2 separate regions of the Gossypium hirsutum genome follow, and region 2 is linked to region 1. Evidence: chromatin contacts called from public Hi-C data. All regions are on one chromosome and are shown on one strand. Each heading gives the region's core, a stretch centred on a gene start, on an enhancer-like site or on the middle of the called end of the contact. The rest is flanking DNA. Distances are from core to core; before and after follow the strand shown. Region 1 holds the start of LOC107913371 (RNA-binding protein L). Region 2 holds the start of LOC121210003.

Region 1 (5,664 bases), core at 2,061-4,560:
AAATGCTTCTTTTTCTTAAAAAAATCATGTTTAGAAAGTCAAATATTTGATTAAAAGGACTCATGAGAGTGTTGTGCGAATATATAGAGAGGAGTATTTAAAGAAAGTGTGCATGTTTGAATAGTTGTAGCTGTGTTTCTTTTAATGTTTGGATAGCTTAACTCCTTGCATCATCTATGTTACAGACTGATTGGGAGGGTGGCTACTTCCCGCTCACGCTCCATTTCAGTGAAGATTATCCCAGCAAGCCTCCAAAGTGTAAATTTCCCCAGGGCTTTTTCCACCCAAATGTTTATCCATCTGGTACTGTTTGCCTTTCAATCCTAAATGAGGATAGTGTACGTATCTCCTTCTCTTCAGTAATGGTTACGTGTTTGAATAGTTGTATTTCAGTCTATACAACCTGAATTTTCATGCCATTCTTATGTTGTACATAGGGTTGGAGACCAGCCATAACTGTGAAGCAGATTCTTATTGGAATCCAAGATCTTCTGGATGCTCCAAACCCTGCTGATCCTGCTCAAACTGAAGGGTATCACCTCTTCATCCAGGTATATTTTTTAAGTTGAGATTTTGCGAAGACTTCAAAACTTCCTGAAATTGGGGGCAACTGTATTTTTAGTTCATTAAATTTAAATTTGGGTGTTTTAAACATGATTGAATGAGGTTTTGGATTATTGTAATCAAAATCAATGAATGACATGCATAATCTTGTTTTGGTATATGCAGGATGCTAATGAATATAAGAGAAGGGTTCGCCAGCAAGCCAAGCAGTACCCACCTCTGGTCTAGTCTGTTGTTATTAAAAAATAGTAACTAAGACTTTCCATGAAATTGCTGGTAAAATGCCGGCTGGGTTGGCTGCTCGCCTCATGTATAATGCTAGACTTGGCTTTTGCTAAGAGAAAATATGCTTCCTTGGGTATTTGGTAATCTATATAAACTGTATGAACCAGCATTGGTATTTCAACTCTCATCGGATTCGGATTAATGGTTGTTTCTAATTTTATACTACTAGACTGATAGCTCCAAAGTGAGGCTTGCTTTTCTTTCAGACTCTGTTTGTTTCAGCAGAGCATCCACCAATGTCTCAAATAAATATGCCAATAGCTTTTAGTACTCGAAATTGCCAATTGTTTCAATGCCCAGGACGTGAAACGAGTTCTATCCCAAGTATATACAATTGCCTTTCTATTAGTGTTTAGCATTTGTACGATCCTGTCCTTTTATGGGGTTCACTTGTCTTTATAGCCTGCACGTTGGTCAGTTTAACTGTCAAGTATTATTGAAATATTTTAAAATTACTAGTAAGGGATGAACTTGGTATTTAGGTTCCTCTACTCTTTTACATGAATTTGGTAATCTTTAAATTTGGTAGTGTGTTTGCGACAAGATTGTATCGGTTGCTCAAACCAAAGGTAAAATCAATTAACTTGAAATTCGCTCAAAATTAATAAAAATTAAAAATTAGGATAAAAATTAGTAGATGAATAGTTTAAATCGATTTAATAATTTTTTTTATTTAATATCTTTTGTTGGTCTACTAATTGAACTCATCGAGTTGATTGAATTGCGAAATAATGATTTGATTAGTTTAACCATTGACTTGGTTATGTAATATTTTGAGATTGTATGTTATAATTTGAATTTTTTGTTTTAATTTTTAAATAATAATGTCGCACAATATTAGAGGGGCATGTTAGCAAATTTTTATATTTTTTTAAGTTTAGTGGTCAAAATAAATCTACTTGTTAAGTTCAAATATCAAAGTGGGTTTAGTTGTTATCAAGTTTAAAGACTAGAAATTATATTATTTCTCATAGTAATTATAATATATTTTATAATAAAATTTAAATTTAAATTTCTTTTATTTAATTTTAAAATTAAAACTAGGCCTAGCTAGGCTGGTTTGAAGTTTGAAAATCCTTACCCGAGTTTGAACCAAACCTATTAAATCAAAAAAGTTGCTCAACTCATGGATATGTTTATTTTTATTTAACTTCTTAAAATTAGTCTATCATCTACAATTTTTCTTTATAATATTATCTTTATAAATATTGTGGGATGTTAAATTCGAGTCTCACCTTGATAAATTATTTTTTATTAAATTATTTACAAAATGTAAATATTTTTTTTGTTAATATTCAAATGCTAAAAATTATAGATTAGATTCTATTTATTTAGCTACAAAAAATAGTATAAGGACTTATTTAAATAAGTGTAGTATGTTAACATTTAATAATTTTAGAATTATTTTTATTTAAGGTCAATTTGTTTACATGTAAATATTTTTCGTAAAATATTTTTATTTTTTTACAGGAAATTATTCTCCAAAAAAAGGATAAAATCAAAAAATTTTTTAAGGAAAATGTCTAACTAAATTTTTTTCCGTAAGACATTTTTCAAACTGATAAGGCTCTGTTCACTATCTTCATTGTCAAAGAAACAAAAAAGGAAGCTTTCAGAGCAACAAAAGAGAAGTTCTCCTCACTGTCAAAGAAAACAATCTCTTATATTCTAATTTTATATTTTTTACAATTTAATCCAAAAAATCCAAATTTTTACTAGTCTACAATTTAATTCCTCAAAAATAGATTTTCTTATTCTACAATTCAGTCCTAAACCTCGTTTTGTACAATTTTATAAAATTTTCCCTTTTCTAAAATTTCTAGGTTTTATAATTTAGTACTTACAACTAAAATTTTCAAAAAATAGCCATTGATTTTTGAACAATTAAGCTTTCATATTCTATTTTTCAAAATTGTAAAATCTCAAACAATGTAAATTAGTCCTAAAACTCAAGTTTAGAAATGTTTACAATTTAACCCCTATTGTTTCAAACATTACTATTTCATGCTTAACTTTCCAAATTTTCATATTCCATAATCATATAATTTAGTTACTATTCAATGTTTCAGATTTCACTACTCAAACCCTTAGAATTCGAAAATTTACAAATTTTACAATTTAATCCTTCAATTTTTATCAAATTAAATCATGTTTCAACTTACTCATCTAAATAATATTCAAAATAAATATTTACCACATTCATCTTAATTAAACATAAATTTATATTCCTTAATATACAAAATTAACAATTAAACTTAATTAAATAAATTAAAATTAATTAACACTAAAACATAAATAAAATTTATGAAATAAACTCAATTAAACATTAAGAAGATAATAAAAGTTCATGGTTTAAGTGGGATCCATGAACTAATAATAAAGATTGGAATATGGTTTTACTTGTAATTTTAAGGCATAGGAGTTCATATATTAAATATTTGAGACATCCAACATTGTCTTTCTGCTGCTTAGGTCTAAAAAAGAATTTAGTTAATTGGATTATTATTATTATTAGGACACAAACACAGGGAATAACATTAACAATGGCCGGTGCCATTTGACCAAAAGAAAAAAGCTATGGACGACATGGCTGCCTACTATCCTCCACCCTCAGCCCTTCTCCCTCCTCACTACCCTTACTACCAAACCCCTCCACCTGCTGTGACGCCGCCGCCTCCACCTCCTCCTCCTCCTGGTGCTGCTGCCCCTGCCCTCCATTACCACTCCTACATCCCCCACCAACAACCTCCGCTGCCCCCACCACCCCCTTTCGCCTCATATTCCCTTCCTCACCTCGCTGCTTATTCTTCTCATGACTCCGTTCGGACCCTCTTCATCGCCGGCCTTCCCGAAGACATTAAGCCCCGCGAGATTTACAATATTTTCCGCGAATTTCCCGGTTATGAATCATCTCATCTTCGGAGCCCCAATACCTGCCAAAATTCTCAGGTCCTCTGTTCTCAAATTAATTCTAAGAATCTCATTTTTTATAATCGTTGACATTGTATGGTTGGGGTTGTTGTAGCCGTTCGCTTTTGCTGTCTTCTCCGACCAACAGTCTGCGCTCGCCGCGATGCAGGCGCTTAATGTAAGAACTTCTATGCTTTTATCATATTTGGAATTTCTACTCCGAACTCGTAACTTTTATTATAAATGATTAATTATTATGGTAATTTTTTGAATAGTTGAATTTGTTTATAAGTACCAAATTGGCATTGGAAATTCTTTTAGAAATCGGTTGAGAGCCCCATCTTTTGGCACCTTGTTTTACAGGGAATGGTGTTTGATCTTGAGAAAGGATCAACTTTGTTCATTGATTTTGCGAAATCAAATTCCCGATCAAAGCACCCTAGAACAGGTTGATGCCTGTTCTGTTTCTTGTTTTTAATTTAATTTTCAGCAATATGATCATCTGTATGTTTGAAACAATTTGAACCTGAATAGTGAATAATGTATACTTGGTTTGGTTATGGCAAATAGATGAAGAATGGACTGGCTCTAATAAGAAATCGAGGGGATCATTTTCGAGGTCTACCAGTGATTCGTGTAAGATAATCTCCTAGAATTCTGCTTGGACTTTTTTGTGTTCCCACAATCTTTTAAGCTTTGTGTTCATTGCTGGTTGATGTGGTTAAGTTACTCAATCCATGTTGTCTATTGTTCATATGATGTTACACTTGAAGTATAAATTAGTTACTCACATGGAGGACACATTCGCCTAAAGCTCACATTGCACATGTTTTACACGCTTGGACACTAGCAGGTTTTGGAAGCGTTCACGTGTCTGGAATGGGTAATTCTGCTTACAGCATGATTCGTTATCCACCTGCACAAAGGTCATCTGCACTACTTGAGCACATTTTTATTCCTTGGAAGTGATTGCTTCTAGATGACTTAGCACATCATAGTTTACTTTAAATGAAAGGTCTAGGGCTCATGCCCTGCTCCCCAGTGTTGAAGTAAAGGATTTTCTTTTGAGATTTTTGCTTCTCTAATACTTTTTTTTTTTTTTGCAACCGTTCAGTTTGGGAAATGTTGATGCCAATGCTGAGTCCACAGCTATGAAATCGGTAAAATGCTTCTATCTTTTTGCTTGAACTTGTGAATAAAAATACATCAGTGAGTTGCCATGTATTTTTTTCCTTTTGTTTGGGATTTTATGGGGAACAGTCTCTAGATCTTTCCTGGTTAAAATGTCATTTGTTTTTTTGTCACCAAGCATCCTACCTAGGAAATAATAGTTATCAGATCTTTCATTTAGATGTAAATTTAGCTGGCACGTTCATAGCACTGTCACCTAGTTTGTTATCACCCCATTTTCTTCTTCTTGGCAGCCCATAGGGCTCCTGAAAGAATTCTAGTGTAGAAGGATAAACCCGGACTAACAAATCATGGTTGCAATTGAAATAATTTGAGCCTGTTAATAAATAAACCTTGAAGAGAAACAAACTAAGTGTTCAGTAAAAGGTTGCATTTTTCAATCATTTAGTGAATCTTATCAATGAAACTTAACTTGTTAGGCAAAGTATTATTAGAGTGCCCTTTTTTCTCATATACATTAGCAAAATAATTCTACAGTCTCTCACTTTTGCAGAGTGCTAGCCCATGTCCGACACTTTTTGTGGCTAATCTAGGGGCAAGTTGTACAGAAGAGGAACTAATTCAAGTATTTTCAAGGTAAAAGGAGATAGTTTGCCATATAAAATATGCTCATTGTGTATAACTTTCTGTTTCTTCTGTCAGATGCCCTGGGTTTCTGAAGTTGAAAATGCAGAGTACGTATGGAGCTCCAGTTGCATTTGTTGATTTCCAGGT
Region 2 (5,664 bases), core at 1,677-4,176, 520 kb before region 1:
ATACTGTTGGATTGCTTTTATGATTGTTAATAAAAGAAATCAGATTTTTTCTATGCTCTTCAAATTGATGTTAATGGTTGCATTGCAAATTGTTTTTGGATAAATGCAAGATCTGGAATGACTTATAAGCATTTTGATGATACGGTAGAATTTTATCTTATTTATTTAATAAATAAATATAGGATGTCATTTGTTTTGTTTACTGGTCTGAATGAATCATCATTATCAATCTATTTTATTTGAATGTGCATTATTACGAGATTAAATTGGAGAAACGTTTATTTGGTTATTGAAGACTTGGCTTGAAGCTATGTACAGATGTCCACCAACAACAATCCTAGTAGATTGCGTATTTATAAGCTTGTAAAAATTAATACCTAAATATGTAATGGGTTATCTTTCTAGGGTGGAAAATGACTTATTTATAGGCTGAATTCGTAAGTCAAATAATATTAAAATAACTTATACTAATTAGAGTTTGACTGGGACAAATAATTAAAATTTGAATAGAAGAAAACCGAGAAAATTGCATAACATGTCGCCTCGTCGTGACATGGCTGCTGCCTTTTCGAGATGCCTTTCATTGTGTTGTTGGGACAAGATGTCTCTTCTCATCAAGACATCGGTGGTCGCATCATCGAGACGACACCTCTTCCTCGTAAGGACGTCAATTTTGTTTCGACAAAAAATGTGAGGCATACTCCAAAAATATCCACCTTTACTCGTATTTCCACAACTCATTCTTTGCCAAAGCTTGCCACAGGTATATATCAAACTATGCATGATATTAATTGATTCGAAGCTGTGCTTCGAAGTTGGAAGACTTCTAGTCTTCGACTTGTGCACTACCAAATCAAAATTGACCCGAGTCTGATTTCCATGAATGCAATGACCTATCTTTTCAAAACCCGCATCCAAAAGAAAACCTCTCTTATACAAAACGATTATACATTTTTCCCTTCTATGACCAAGTTGTTTCCGCTTCAAACAAGTCGACTTCGATTCCTTAACAGATGAAGGACGTCTTGTTTCACCAGTCACCATTGATCCTTTCAAAACATAAAGACTGCTAATTTTTTTACTTTTCATCAAAACGAGAGCCTCATGGGATACCTTAATTTCGCTTGACTCGATGTTAATTCTACAACCCTTCAAAGTCTAAATTTCCCAAGGAGATGAATTTTTCTTTACGTCAGGCACATGTCTGACATCTGACAGTGTCCTAATTGTTCCGTTGTGTATCCTGAGCTGAATAGTACTAATACTAATTACCTTATTGGGTGAACCATTCCTCATATGCATAACTCCACTTTCAACTGAATTGTATGTGAAAAACCAGTCCCTGTTGGGACACATGTGGAAAGTACACCCCGAATCTAGGATCCACTCGGATGTAAGCTCGGAGCTTTTACTTATTGACACAAACAAGAAATCATCACCCTTGTCATCGGCCAAATTAGCACCAGTTAAATCTTCCTCTTTGCTATCAGCAGCCTTTTTATTTCACAGCTAAATACCCATGAAGCAAGTAGGATTTGACGGGACAAAGAAACCCTAATTGGTTGCCAAAATGTAACCTCACTTATCCAAGTTTATGTCGCATTGTCACGACGTCAAAGCCCCTCTCATCGCGATGCTGCCTCTGTTTCATCCCTAGTAACTTCGATGTTTGGTGTTGCGACATTGCATGTTGGTGTCATGATACTGAAGTCGTCCCTTGTGTTCCTTAGACTGAAACAACATCTTGCACACTTAGGTAGGCCATAAGTCATACCTTAGGCTAAAATTGGTTTAATGGGTCATCGAAGCACCTAAAAATGTGTAAAAATACTTATTTGACCAAAATTAAACATTAAAGTCTAAAATATAAAACTAATCAAAATAATACTAAATTATGTCGAAAACAAGGTCATTAAATGTCGGAAAGAACTTAATTTTTCACCACGAATTATGGTAGATCAAATTCCCCCATATTTAACTTGTTGTTCGTCCTCAAGTAACAAAACAAAAATGCAAAAGAAAAAAGAACAAAAAACTCAAAAGAAAATGTACTTAGGCATGCTTTATATTCAGAATTAGTTCGGGACACCTGAGATAGGAAAATTTGGCTAAATAGCCAAATTTACAAGGCAAACAAGTTACAAGGCGATTTTAATTTGGCTAAATAGGCAAATTTACAAGGCAGACAAATTTACGAAACAAACAATTCACGATTTTAATTTTAAACTGTTAGTTCATAAGTTATAAGGCAGACAAGTTAAGCATCACTACAGCAAATTAAGCTTTTAGTGGCGTTTGGATCGAAAACGCTGTAAAGGTCAAACTTTTAACGGCGATTGTATTGAAAAATGCCACAAATATATACCATTAGTGGCGCTAACCAAAAAATGCCGCAATAAGTCGATATATAGTGGCGTTTGTAGAAATAGCACCGCAAATAGTACATATTTAGCGACATTTTCTGCTACGCGCCGAAAGGTACACCTATGAGAGTAGCGTTAGTGGTGTTTTTCTCATAAATGCCGCAAAATGTTAAAAACAATAGAGGCATTTTTCTCATAAACGCCGCTAAAGGTACACCTATGAGAGTAGCGTTAGTGGTGTTTTTCTCATAAATGCCGCAAAATGTTAAAAACAATAGAGGCATTTTTCTCATAAACGCCGCTAAAGGTAAAGCAATAACAGCTTTTGCCCAACGCTGCGAATATTTTTTAATTTATATTGAAATGATGCAGTTTTGATAGCTAACCCCCCAACCCTTATTCCTCTAATCTCTAACTTAATTTTTCCCTAATTCCCTAACTTATTTTTTTCTTTCCCATCCGTCTGCTACTGGTTGTCTATCAAGTCATCCGTCTATTGCCTCACCGTCGACAGTGCATTTGCCATTGATCTTTGTCTCCTCCGTCGATGCTGCTCTGTCCATTGCAAAAGGATTTTCAATCCAAAATTTCTTAAAAAGAAAGTACATTCTACTTTTCTGCATTTATTTATAGGAGAAAATTCTCCTTAGAAAATGTTTGGATTCTAGTTCTCATGGCATTCATTTTTTATGTTGTTAAATGATAAGGAGCTTGCAAAAGAGTTGTATAAGAAGTATAACGTGGTAGTTGATACTTTTCTCTTCATTGTCTTCAGGTTTCTAATTCTATGTTTTAGATTGATCGGAATGCTAATTATCTGTCCTATCATATTTCAACAGACCCATAGACAAAAAGTACGTGCTTGGCAAATGATATATGTTTTGTCACAATTTGTTGATGATGATATAGTTGGAGAAGTCACACAGTGCTTGCAAATAGCTCTCTATGTAAGTAACTGTTGTTTCTTTTAAAAAATCTGATAGTTCTTTCTTAAATTATTATGGTTCACTTAAGTTTCATAATATGGTAAGTTTGATAAGTTGTTTAGGAGAGAATAACAAGAAATTTTTTGGTTTTGGTAGAAATTTCATGAAAGTCTATCTCAAATATTTTTCCTTTTCCTGAATGCCTGCTCTGTGTTCATGTATGCAATGTTTAGTTTACTTTATACTTCCAAAACACTGAATGCTTCTATTTGGTGTCGGCGGAGGTTATTGTTAGGTGGTTCCATAAATCAAGCAATGTTAACACAATAATATTCTTATTTTGTTGCATATCATTGGTAAATGTACTTGCTGTATAGTGCACGTTGTAGATTAATTCATTGGCTACCATTGCTAGTTAGAAGAAATTGATAATAATGAATGGTCTTTAATTAATTATTTTGACTTTAGATTGTGTAATATATCTCCACTAATTTCTGGTCATGTCTCTTTTGCAGAGAAACAACTTACTTTCTGTTTGCCAGTATTTGGAAATATTGGCAATTAATATTTACATGAAGTTTCCCTCTTTGGTAATGCACCGTCTTAAATTTATTTAGTAAATAAAGCTTAATATTCATGCATGAGATAGTGCAAAAACACACATATTCCAACAATCTACATGCTTGAATTGTTAGATATGAATTTCAAGTGAGTGAAAGGAGCCTTGTCTAGAGTCTAGACACCAATAAAAAATAGGCCTCTTTAGAAGTTCACTTCACTTATGCATGGCATCATTTGCTAAAAGGAAAAAGAAACCATGGTGATATTATCAATCTCCATGACTAGTATCAATTATTCAAATCAATAGTTCTCTGCCCAAATAATAAAAGGAAACCAAGGCAGTCCCTATTACCAAAGAAAAGAAAAGGCATAAAAGAAGCAGAAAGCTACAGTGAAGCTTCTTTGTCGTATCCTTTGCTATACCATTGTTATATGTTTATTTTCAGTAAGTTGGTCTTGTATGTTTCCTTTGCCATGCATTGTAGCTGGTTGAGAGATGCAAAGTTGCACTGTTGACTGATAAAAAAATTGCATTCAATCATATTTAGGGTATGTTTGATTGGTTGGGGAAGTAGAAGGATGGAAAGAGTAGAGTGGAAAGATGGAAAAGTAATAAATTTGAATTATTTTAAATATTTATCATGTTTAATTATAATGGTTTAATTCGTCGTTTGTAATGCAAATAATGCCAAGTTATATTTCATTTGCTTGATTATATATTTTGTTTCTAACTCTTTAATTGATTTATTAGAAGAAATTAAATGATAAAAGGGCAGAGTATGAAGCTATGGCCTCAAGTGATACTTTTGTTAATCTAGAGGACATTAATAATCGAGTTATTATTAAAGTTTTGGGTTCTGAAAAGTATGGTCCAGTTCAATTTCAAGCATCTTTCGTTATCCCAACCCAATATTTTAGATCCAGCTGATAGCAATATATGCCTTCGGAGGTTAAGCTAAGGCCGCTAAAAGATTTGTAGTTTGTTAGAAGACACTATTGTTTCAGGGGAAAAAAACTGAAAGGAACAAACTTGTTTCGGCGAAAAGGAAAACGAAGAGGCTTTGTACTTATTTCTTTATTGTTAGTTAGGCCCCCCGATGGAGACCAGACCAACCGGCGGTGGCCTAGATGGTGACGATCTATCCCAATCGTCTCCTGCAACCGCTGTATCGCGGTGGAGCTTCGAGGTGTCGCGTCGGTACCAGCATGTTCTGGACAAGACTGTCCCGCACATTCTGCACCGCTGGATAGCATGTCTGGTGCTGGTGCTGATCTACGCCGTACGCGTCTACTTTGTGCAGGGTTTCTACATCATCACCTACGGCCTCGGCATCTACTTGCTGAATCTCCTGATGGGGTTCCTTTCTCCTCAAGTGGACCCCGAGATGCAGGATGGCCCATCGCTCCCCACCCGCGGATCCGATGAGTTTCGCCCTTTCGTTCGCCGACTCCCCGAGTTCAAATTCTGGTTCGCCATCTCACTCTTCATTATTGTCGGTTATGATTTGATCGATGATTAAGTCTACAAATAATTCAAATTTAGTCTCATTCTCTTGAATTTTCTATCATGAGAAACAGAATAACTTATTCTGCGATTAAGAAACTTGCTAGATCGAAGGTCTGTTTCTGCTTCTTCTTTTTTTCCTTTTCCTTGTACTGTTCCAAATTTAGGATAGTTTATTCAGTATTGACTCGAACCCGGCATGGTTAATTTGTTAGGGGAATTTGATAAAGTAAGCTTTTCTTGCATGAAAATTCATTATGCCTGAGCGTGTGGGGGAAGAATTTAATATTGAAGTATATTGAACAAGGCT

The links. Hi-C and Micro-C count contacts between places; a contact is called where the count stands out from the background.
Region 2: a Hi-C map of leaf shows a contact between it and region 1, with 2.2 times the contacts expected there. The contact joins the promoter of LOC121210003 here to the promoter of LOC107913371 in region 1. A contact is called at or near these places in 9 of 34 Hi-C or Micro-C datasets (callus, hypocotyl, leaf and 1 more).

The regions. Positions count from the first base shown.
Region 1 is chrA11:35,302,495-35,308,158 of Gossypium_hirsutum_v2.1, reverse strand. LOC107913371 (RNA-binding protein L) reads left to right here and starts at 3,310. Exons shown (of 10, transcript XM_016841937.2): 1 at 3,310-3,798; 2 at 3,875-3,937; 3 at 4,123-4,207; 4 at 4,330-4,395; 5 at 4,613-4,685; 6 at 4,874-4,919; 7 at 5,444-5,526; 8 at 5,593-5,662. The coding sequence starts at 3,427. It overlaps LOC107913372 (SUMO-conjugating enzyme SCE1), which reads left to right. Exons shown (of 5, transcript XM_016841939.2): 3 at 186-338; 4 at 438-551; 5 at 730-974. The coding sequence ends at 792.
Region 2 is chrA11:35,819,209-35,824,872 of Gossypium_hirsutum_v2.1, reverse strand. LOC121210003 reads right to left here and starts at 2,926. Exons shown (of 4, transcript XM_041082062.1): 1 at 2,864-2,926; 2 at 1,427-1,494; 3 at 1,273-1,342. The coding sequence starts at 2,926. LOC107901651 (protein RER1A) reads left to right here and starts at 4,708. Exons shown (of 4, transcript XM_016827730.2): 1 at 4,708-5,318. The coding sequence starts at 4,948.